Linked DNA regions of Mus musculus: region 1 is linked to region 2. The links are chromatin contacts, called in public promoter capture Hi-C maps. All regions are on one chromosome and are shown on one strand. The core of a region is the stretch at or near the end of the contact, and the rest is flanking DNA. Distances in the headings are between cores, read along the strand shown.

What was found. Promoter capture Hi-C pulls out the DNA fragments that hold promoters and counts their contacts.
Region 1: a promoter capture Hi-C map of liver shows a contact between it and region 2, with 1.7 times the contacts expected there. The contact joins the enhancer-like site here to the promoter of Czib in region 2. A contact is called at or near these places in 3 of 39 promoter capture datasets (embryonic stem cells and liver), 4 of 484 Hi-C or Micro-C datasets (liver and nephron progenitors), 2 of 115 datasets of contacts at active chromatin or transcription factors (embryonic stem cells and fibro-adipogenic progenitors) and 3 of 9 other capture datasets (adipose tissue, liver and pancreatic islet).

Annotation. Positions count from the first base shown.
Region 1 is chr4:108,011,615-108,017,182 of GRCm38.p6, forward strand. It overlaps Podn (podocan), which reads right to left. Exons shown (of 13, transcript NM_172874.4): 13 at 3,179-4,081. It overlaps Slc1a7 (solute carrier family 1 (glutamate transporter), member 7), which reads left to right. Exons shown (of 11, transcript NM_146255.3): 11 at 617-1,915. The coding sequence ends at 835. Among named protein-coding and RNA genes, the nearest start is that of Podn, 18 kb to the right of the region's middle. Within about 2 kb of position 4,022, at least 27 of the 459 cell types and tissues checked have an H3K27ac peak or open chromatin away from gene starts, as enhancers often do. A contact at or near this core is called in adipose tissue and liver, where this site is marked.
Region 2 is chr4:107,887,547-107,892,397 of GRCm38.p6, forward strand. Czib (CXXC motif containing zinc binding protein) reads left to right here and starts at 2,280. Exons shown (of 8, transcript NM_001347160.1): 1 at 2,280-2,350; 2 at 2,573-2,656; 3 at 3,919-3,975; 4 at 4,409-4,490; 5 at 4,676-4,707. The coding sequence starts at 2,345.

The DNA.
Region 1 (5,568 bases), core at 2,772-5,271, 130 kb after region 2:
CAAGGCCTTCATCTACCAAAATAGGCAGCAGGAGACAAGGCAGCCTGCAAACTGGCGCCTAGAGAGCCCTGTAACCTGCCAAGGCTACCCAGCTGTGTTTATAGGAACATCTCTTTCTGCAGCTCCCAGCACCATTACCTACCTCAAGAAATCTCAATGGAAGGAAACTGCCCTTGGTTAACGGTTTGCCTTGGAGAAGGGCCTGGCTTAAAAAGCCTAAGGGAGGGCTGGTGAGATGGCTCAGTGGGTAAGAGCACCCGACTGCTCTTCCGAAGGTCTAGAGTTCAAATCCCAGCAACCACATGGTGGCTCACAACCATCTGTAACAAGATCTGACTCCCTCTTCTGGTGTGTCTGAAGACAGCTACAGTGTACTTACATATAATAATAAATAAATCTAAAAAAAAAAAAAAAGCCTAAGGGACAGAGATCATATAATCTGTTCTAGGTGGGGTTGGAGGTGGGGGTGGGGGTAGGGTAGGGGGTATAACTCTGTGGTCTGGAGGGGTTGTATACCAGGCCCATGAGCATGTGAGATCCAGGGAAGAGACATGCTTCCCCCAAGAGCTCACACCCTCACTTTTAAATGTTTAATGAGGCCTTGTTTCCTCTCCAGAAATTGCTACCCTGTGAGACCAAGCCAGTGACACTGCAGGAGATCGTGGCTGCCCAGCAGAATGGCTGTGTGAAGAGTGTGGCTGAGGCCTCAGAGCTAACCCTGGGCCCCACGTGCCCCCACCACATCCCAGTCCAGGTAGAGCAGGATGAGGATCCAGCCGCTGCCAGCCTAGACCACTGTACTATTGAGATCAGTGAGCTAGAGACCAACGTGTGAACCTGCAGGGCCGCAGCAGAGCCAAGCCAGACCCTGGGGTTTGGGCTAAGGGGTAGGAGCTAAACTCAAAACACACCTGGCGCAGGCTGGCACATTCCACCCTGACAGGCTAGTCAGTCACTGATGAGAAAGAGTGTCAAAAAAGAGACAACTATGTGCAGAGACCCATCAGCAACTATGGCTCTTGTGGCCCAGAACCTAGCTGTGACAGTTTCTACTACATGAGCACACAAAGGTACCTGGTAGGGGTCTTTGTCTATACTTTGTGGAAAAATAGTTTGGGAGCCCGAGAGCTAAAACCACTCCCTGAAAGAACAGTCATAGCCAGGATGCTAATTCAAGTCTTTGGAGTCTCCGCCACTCTGTTCTAATAAACAAGGCAGCCTGCAGGGAACAGTGAAAGAGGCTCTGCCTTCTCCAGGTCCCCACGGCCACAACAGCTTCCAACTCATGAAGATAGAACAACAGTGTCCCTGTTGCTGCCCCAGCTGTGTCCAGGCCAGGTCAACCCTGCCCCACCCCACAGCATGTGTGTTGGTTTTTTTAAAGATTTATTTATTTATTTTATGTATGTGAGTACACTGTAGCTATCTTCAGACACACCAGAAGAGGGGGGTCAGATTCCATTACAGATGGTTTGTGAGTCACCATGTGGTTGCTGGGATTTGAACACAGGACCTCTGGAAGAGCAGTCAGTGCTCTTAACCACTGAGCCATCTCTCCAGCCCACAGCATGTGGTTTTAACTCAGTAAAGTCTGGTCCATCCCAGGTCTGAGACCTTCTGCCTTCACACGTTACAAGCCTGTCCGTTTCTGTCCACCAGACCTCTCATCTAATATGGAGACTGATGTCCACTAGGGCTGGGAAGCCGAGCAGGTACAGCCCAGTCAGCCTTCCATGAGATGGGTGGGCAAGGTCGGCCATAAAGAGAAAGACCCAGCTTGGGATGCTCCGGCCAAGGGACTAGCAGTACCTTGGGGTCAGAACTCTTTGTGTGGCAAAATGGAACAAGAGTCCCTAGTCCCTTCCATGTTTGCGATAATGTGATAAATAAAAGTCTGTTTTTTTTTCAAGACTTATGGATGTGACAGACTATGTGTTTTGCTTTGTGCTTTGAGACAGGGTAAGGTAAGGCAGGGCTTGCCTTGCTTAAAAATCAGCTTGGTCTGGGCCCTGGCCCTGAAATCAAACCTCAGAAAAGGAAGAAATCTCAATGGAAGGAAGCTGCCCTTGATTAACGGTTTGCCTTGGAGAAGGGCCTGGCCCAAAAAGCCTAAGGGAAAGAGATTGTACAATCTGTTCTAGGTGGGGTTGGAGGTGGGGGTGGGGGTAGGGTAAGGGGTATAACTCTGTGGTCTGGAGAGGTTGTATACCAGGCCCATGAGCACATGAGACCCAGGAAAGAGACAGGCTTCCCCAAGAGCTCACACCCTCACTTTTAAACCATATCTACCTTCCTCCCTCGAGTGTAAAGACTCCAGGAAGGGCCTCAGATCTAGGACACCCCCACCCCCACCCCCCTCCATGCTACCACTCTCTATGGTTCTATTATGGGTCCACATGGCTATCCTTCGTCAGTTGATTGCTGACCATCTGGGAAAGCTCAAACGTCCCACCAGTTACTTTCTCCTTCATGTGAATGGACTTTATTTGACCTTCCCTGAGACCCCTAAGGAATCGAGTTGTTTGCCCCTGCTAGCCACAGGCAGGATTCTATAGTTTGGTGAACTTGACAGATGCCCACACATCTCTGGGGCAGAGAGATCCCTCGGCCATTTAGATCCACATCACTGCTAGGTTCAACTTCCCTACAGCTTTCAGTCCAACCCCAGCTCTCTCTCACTGGGGTGGCATAGTGGCTGTGCCCCTCACCTTGTCCCTGGGAATACCTAAAAAGACCTTGTCCCCAAATCAGCTCTGAAGGAGCCCTCAGACCCACCTTCTGCCACCTCTCTGTTTGGACAGCACAAACCACCCGGTAACATTAGTAACAGTACCTCCATGCAAAGGTGACTTTCCAGGTGGGTTCTAAATAGCCCAGGGCCCATGGGTCATCTGTTTGGAGGTTCAGCTTGGGGGAGGGGTCACAGGGGGAATGTGCAGGCCTGCATAGCAGTCCAACATTAAAGGCAGATGTCCACCCAGAAGTATATTACGCACCAGGCCTTCCTGCCTTGCTACTATGCCCCACCCCTCCTCTGTCTGTGCCACTCCCGTGGAGCCCCTCAGTCCTGGTGCTGGCCCTCCTTCCTCTGGTCAGGGGTGCTGCTTGCTGGATCTTGCCCACCCTGAGCAGATGCCAGCCCATTGCCTGGAGGGAAGCACACACAGACACAGCATGGTTGCAAGGGCAGGGATAATACTTTATATTAGTTTTTCTGTAACAGGAAAAAAATCAGCTTTGAGATTTTTATCTTCATATATATTTTTTTTTCTCCTTAAACAAAACCAAAGGTACCCAGAACTTCCCTGCAGAACTGAAGACCAACGCAGCTGCCACCACCCCACCCCACCCCCACCACGCACTGCTGCCTCTTTCTCTTCCAAGCCTTCTTGAGGCTGTTCTCTGAAAGTGCCTGTGACCTGCCAGGGCACAACAAAAAGGGACTCCCAGCAGTAGGAGTGCCCAGCACCTGGGGGGAGGAGGTGAGGCTGTGGTCGAAGGCAGAAGGTTCAAGTCCCCATAGGGAAGGCACAAAACAAAAGCCAGCTTTTGCGTCTCAAAGAGTGAAAAGCACCCGGCCACAGAGCAAGGAGACAACCCTGCGTCTCCAAGGGAGGGACCAGAGGACAAGGCACATGGCCAACTGTTTCCAACCAGAGCTGTCTGGAAGCAAGAGCTTTTGGTAGCATAGGTCACTCTGTGTAAGTGAATAGGGGAGAGGGTAGCTGCCTGAGTCTACCAGGCCAGTGTGGACTCAGAGGTGAGGGTGTGTGTGTGTGTGTGTGTGTGTGTGTGTGTGTGTGTGTGTGTGTGTGTGTGTCAGTGTGAGATTGTGCAGAGAGCCAGTTTGGAAGGTCATATGCAGCTGGCTATCTACGTGGCCAAACTGGGGGCGTGGTGGTGAAGTGGTATCTGCACGTGTCTGACTGTGTGACACATTGCTGGAAGGGGTGGGACACGAGACTGTGTTCAGCCCGTGTGACTTTCGGGTGCCTCTTGGGCTCAGCGTTGGGTGTGTCAGAAGGGGGCGCTCATGGGGCACAGGCCTGGGCTGCAGAAAGGAGTCCGGTAGTCCATCGTCCTGTGGAACATGTTGGAGAGTCAGGACTAGCTACAACCAGCCATTGGTGAAGTGGATCAAAGTAAGGGGGTGTCAGAAGCCAGGCTGCTGTGAGTGGGAAGAAGGAGGAGCCCCTGGGAGTGTAGAACCAGGAGGTTCCCAGCTCTGAATCCAGAGCTCCCTGGGGCTTCTTCCAGCAGTCCATTCAGTTGACTTAACCATGGCCAACATTCCACAAAGCGGGAAGCTTCTCCCTCACCCCAGAACTCCACAGTCCTTTTCATGAGAACCAGCAGTCCTCATGCGATAGCAATCACCCTTTCCTGCCGACCCCTGGCTTTTAAGGACTGTGCCTCAGGACAGAGACTCTACCTCGACGGCTGGCCTTGGAGTCAGGTTTGCCCCTCCAGGCTCACAGCCCTGTCACAAATCCTGCTCTCATGAGTGGACACCCTGTCTCCATCATCCGTCCACATAGCTGTCACTATATATCAACAACCCCCCTCCCCCCACTACCAGCTCCCCTCTGTTCCATGTTCTACTTCAAGTCAATATCCTCACTGTGGCCATGGCCACACCCTGGCCTCATAGTTCCCAGCACATTCCCTGAAGTCCTACCTAACCTTAGCCCTTCCGATCACTGCTCTCTGCCTGGACACTTGCTATCACCTCCCAGGTTTCAGCTTCCTCCCCATGCCTCTGCTACCAATATGTCCATCTGCCCCTCCTTCTTACCAAGCCTAGTGCCACAACCTGAACAAAAAGCCAGCCATAAGGAATCCAATTCTGTGCCATGGATAGAAAGCCAAGGTCCTCGGGCTGATGGGATTTGGGACCCAACCATCAAGCCTGACTGTGACGGCAGCCACTCAGTTCCCTGGCCCTCCTTCCACACTGGGACAGTTACCAACCTCCTGCAATCCTTCCAGCAGCCCTCATACCCATGCTGCTCAATGCACTACCCTCCCTCCACAGCATATCCCATGAGCATCCTTGCCACCAGTGCCAAAAGGAGTGCCAAACAGTTTTACCTGAGTTTTACGTGGCCTCCCCTTGGCTACTGCACTCCCTGCCTTCCCAGTCATCCTCTCCACCCCCACCTCTCCCTCAGTTGCTCCCTATGACGTCACAAGCATTCCATGTAGACACATTCAGTTATGGACAGCAGTACCCACCTCCAGACTCTGAGTACTGAAGCAGTTTTAGTCCCCTACCCCCTACATCTAGAGAAGTCCATGAATGTATTAAGTGTGTGTGTGAGTGTGGTCATATGTAAGCCTGTGTGAATAGGTACCCAGACACACCTCCATGCATATATCCATAGGCACATGTGTGCACACAGATATGGGCCTATGATTGTGTCTTGGACTAAAGTATGTATATATGTACACATGTGTAGATGCTTGTGTTACATGTATGTGTATGTATTAACTACCTATGGCTGTCCCCTCCCTCCCTGCCCTAGACAAGCTCTTCTAGCCCCTCAGTATCTAGCCCTATCTCAAGGC
Region 2 (4,851 bases), core at 1,030-3,529:
GTTTAAAAATTCAGTGAGGGCCAAGGAGATGGTTCTGGCAGGAAAAGCTTTAATGCATAAACTTGACCACTACCCACAGCCCTGGGACCTATGCTGGGCCTGGACTAAGCCACCCAGGAGCAGAAAGCGATCCTGTCTGAGCAAGGTGGAAGGCAAGAACTGACTCAGAACTTCCACCCCTTTGCTGTGCCATGGGTGTGCGCTAGCACACACACTGCTGAATATTTTTTTCAATACATTGAAGTTGAGAACCCCATTAGCAATATTCTAGGACAAGGTACCTGGGTTTTGTTTTGACCACGCCTCCCCTCCCTTTCCTGTCCAGGATGACTTTGAACTTGGGATCTGTCTCCCAAGTGCTGGGATTTTAGGCAGGTGCCACCACACATAGTTCAACCTGGATTTTTAAGTTTCAAGGGAAATGGAAACCCTGAAGATTTACAAGATGACTAATTGCTGGAGTTATAGCTCAGTAGTAAAACACCTGACTAGCATTCATAGCTTCTTGGGCATAAAATTTTATTGTGGTTGGGCATTTATTTTTTATTTATGTATATGGGTACATTGTAGCTATCTTCAGACACACCAGAAGAGGGCATCAGATCCCATTACAGATGGTTGTGAGCCACCATGTGGTTACTGGGAATTGAACTCATGACTTGTAGAAGAGCAGTCAGTGCTCTTAACCACTGAGCCATCTCTCCAGCCAATGGCTGGGCTTTTTAACATATCCTTTATTTCCGTATGAAGGAAAACTGTTCAATAGGTAGATTGGCAGGAACTTTCTCTTGCCATTACTTAAATTTCATGGCTTGCTGAAAATAGCTGATTAGATGGCATCAGAAGGAATGGGACTTGATAGGGTTCATTGGTCTGAAGGGACACGAGCCTAAATACATATCCTTAGAGACATTCCATTCTGAGACAAGGTCCCAAGCATCCTCAAGACTTTTCATACTCCGTTAGGGATATCATTAATATGTGACATGTCAGGATGCCAGACTTCTGAGACACTTAAAGACCAGTCTGGTGGTGTCCAACAGGCAGGGGGATGGCTCAGCGGTTAAGAGAACTTGCTGCTGTAGTAGATGACCTCATTTCTGTTCCTAACATCCATAGGGTGGCTCTATCAGTGTGTCACAGAGTGTTGCGGCCGGCTCACATGTCTGGGTTCTAGCCTGGGAGGCATCTTGGAATCTGGAAGAGAAGAGGGAGCTAGGCGGCGGGAGAGAGAATGGAACCAAGACAACTAGTCTGCTCAAGGTTCAATTTTACTATTCCCAGGCACTGGTTTATGAAGAAGGGGAAGGAACCCATTCCCGCCAAATCATCCTTGGAGTCCAGTTTCAGGTGACAACTTGATTAACTCCGGAACTGCTAGGCGGCAGGCAGTAGCAGTGGGAGTGGTAGAACGATAAGGTGGCAGGCTCCAACCCCCCCCCCCATGCTCTCTTCGTGCTATCAGTGAAACCTGTTCAGCCAGGTTTCAGGCTGAGGGGGGGGAGGGTACAAGAGGGTTATTTATGGTGCCCTCTTTTAGCCTTGGTGGGAGCTGCATGCATGTGGAGCACATACATACTACCTGCCAAAACCAAAATAAAATTTAAAAAGACTGGGCCATAAAAGTGGGAGCCAAGCATGGTGACACACGCCTTTAATCCCAGCATTCGAGAGGCAGAGGCAGGTGGATCTCTTTTGAGTTCGAGGCCAGCCAGGTCTACAAAGCGAGTCTAGGAGAGCCAGGGCTATAATTACACAGAGAAACCCTGTCTCTAAAAAATAAAAATGGGGCATGTTTTCGAATGTTGGTGCTCCCAGCTCCTGCAGTGTCGGTTAAATATATGACTAAGGTGGGGGAAAGTCAGCTCTGTTCAGGCATAGCTACCACGAGGACATGGACACAGGGCAACCCTGTGGGAAAAGTCGCAGCATCAAATCGTGTACATCCAGTGGGCAGTTTAGAGGGCGACTACCCATCATCTGGGAGGCTGCAGCGTAATCTGAGCCTCAGGACCACAGGTAGTGAGAAGTCGGATAGAGAACCGAGAGCCTAGAGAGGTCTGGCAGAGGTTTCCAGCCCGACTATCTTGCCTGCTCAGTGAAGGCACAGATTGAGAATCAGGAACCATCTCTGGCATTTGCGTTTACATCGGTTCCAGCAAACCTACCGAAAACAGCCGAGCCCGGCAGGTTAAGGAGGGACAAGCTAGAAAACGCCAGCCTACAGTACCACTCACTAACGCCCCGCTCCCCGCCCACCCGCACTGAGGCTGCGCGGCGACGCCGGCCTTTTACGACGGGTCGGAAAGCAGCTGTCGCAGCGACTTAACGTGGACCGGCAGCTATGGGGGTAAGGAGAGGCTAGTCGCCATTGGGGCATCCCGTCTGGTAGTAGCCCAGTGAGAGATGGGTCCGAGGCGGCGAGGGGCTCAGAGTGGCGAGCTCAGAGCAGGAGAGAATGGAAGGCGTGAGGCTCGGGTGGCGGGGCTTGAGTCGGGAGGGGCGGGGTGGGGCGTGGCACGCAGCTGAGCGGACGAGGCCTTGCACTCAGCGTGTCCCGCCCTCTTCTCAGAAAATCGCACTGCAGCTCAAAGCCACGCTGGAGAACGTCACGAACCTTCGGCCAGTGGGCGAGGACTTCCGGTGGTACCTGAAGGTGCGACGGAAGGCGGGTTCCTCTAGGGAAGGGAGGAGCATCCGGAGGCAGTGGGGCATCTTAGGGCTCAGGGCCCAGCCTTGATCACAGTGTTGAACTGGGAGCTTTTCTAAAAGTTCCACCGGGTCTGAGGTGCTTAACCAGGCATCTAAGTGAGATCTTCAGGATGGAATTTTAGATTTTATTTTTATTGATTAAACGTTAGTCTTATGTAATCTAGGCTGGCCTTGCGCTCTTTATGTAGCGAGGGATGACTTTGAACTCCTGATCTTCTTACTAGGATTACAGATGTTCGGCCTCCTCACACGGTGGAGTTTTGTGGTTTTATCCCTCTTCTGTTCTGGCGGGTATATCTGAATTTGGGGCCTCACGCTAGCACTCTCCTGATGTGAAATCCTTCCAGCTCTTAGTTTATAAACATACACGGAACAAAATATCATTTGAAGGGACCCTGTGCTTACTTAATATAGTGAATAAACCCACCTTGTTTTATTTGCTGGCTTTACTTATTGGGAAAGTTGGCCACCCTTTGACCTCACACAGTGCTAGTAAACTGGGTAGGTACCCTGCCCTAGAGGCCCAAACAGTGTGACACCCTTCATCGTCCCAGGCTGTGCTTTATTCTCCTAGTCTATCTCAGTGCCTCACATACCCAACCAAAGCCATAACTGATCACTCTTATTCCGCCACCCCCGCCCCAGCACTAGACAAGTGCAACACCATCGCACCCACAGCTCCTATTTCAAAATGTTTGGAGCAGGAGTTCCAGGGCCCATCTGAAGAACTTTGACTTGAAGAAACACAGAATAACAAAGGAGAGAGAAACAGAAACAAAATGACAACCCGTTAACCCCAGACTCAGGACCCCTAAGCACAGAACCAACCAGCAGAGTTGCTGGGGGCTTGAGACAACCTGGAGTCCCCAGCCAAATGGCACAGATTCTAGAGGAGGGCAGGGGTGCCAACATCAGAAACACCTTGTTCTTACTTGGAGATAAATCGGCTCATGTCCCTATTGGATGCTGTAAGAATCCCCTAGAAGATAGGATGGGTCTAGAGGCACTCACTTGTATCCCAGTACTTGGAAAGCAGAGGCAGGAAGATCTCAGGTTCAAACACATTTGGGCTACACAGTGAGAGTGCATCTAAGATAAATTAAGAGAAGGCAGTAGGCTATGAGCTGGCCTTACACCGTGCTTCCCCTTCCCCTGTGTCTAAGGAAGCTACCTGCTCAACTAATAATACTCTTTTCCTTCCCCAAGATGAAATGTGGCAACTGTGGTGAGATTTCAGAGAAGTGGCAATACATCCGGCTGATGGTAATGGTCCCTACCACATGCTCCTGGGCAGAAAATTGGGGAAATTGGATTTCATCTTTCTTTCCTTTAGCCACTTGGGGGGGGGGGCACGGCAGGTGTTGAGAGAGCACCAATGTGACCCTCGCAGGGAACAACAGACATCTTTGAGGCAGAGTTCAAAATCAAGAGGGACTTTTTTTCTCAACCAGGGGAAGACTCCTTAGGCTTCTGCCCCACCCAGGGGATTGAATCCAGGGCTTTGCATATCTCTACTACTACTCTACTGAGCATGCTCTACTACTGAGCTCTCCTCAACCCTCTTGTCACTTGTCAGCAAGTGACTCACTTCTGTGGTCTTAGTCTGTTCCACTGGATGAGGTGGTGGGATGAGATCTCTCTGGGACCCTTACGTCTAGCTGTTACATGACTAGAAATTCTGTTTGCTTCTTGTCAGGACAGCGTGGCGCTGAAAGGAGGCCGAGGCAGTGCCTCCATGGTCCAGAAGTGCAAGCTATGTGCACGGGAAAACTCTATTGGTAGGTCGGGTGCTGCCTACCAGGCTCTTCCAGGGTGACTGGAAGCAGGCTTGTGTTGTCAAGGGGTGGACCTAGGTGTGAAATACTAAAACCTGTGCAGGTCTCTCTCTTTCCCAGGCTGTGTCTGGGCACCTGAGTGGAGTCTGGGTAGAGATTCAAGTCAACTTTTCCTTTTTATATTTCAGACATTTTGAGCAGCACCATCAAGGCTTACAACGTAAGTTTCCTGCTGTAGTGTCAGGGATGGTGGGATTAAATCTGAACTGATGGCTAGGAGTGGGGTCGAGAGTAGCTGCATCAGAGTGGCCTGCCCCTGGACATGGTCCCATGTATTTAACTCTTTGTTTTGCTTAAGACTAGG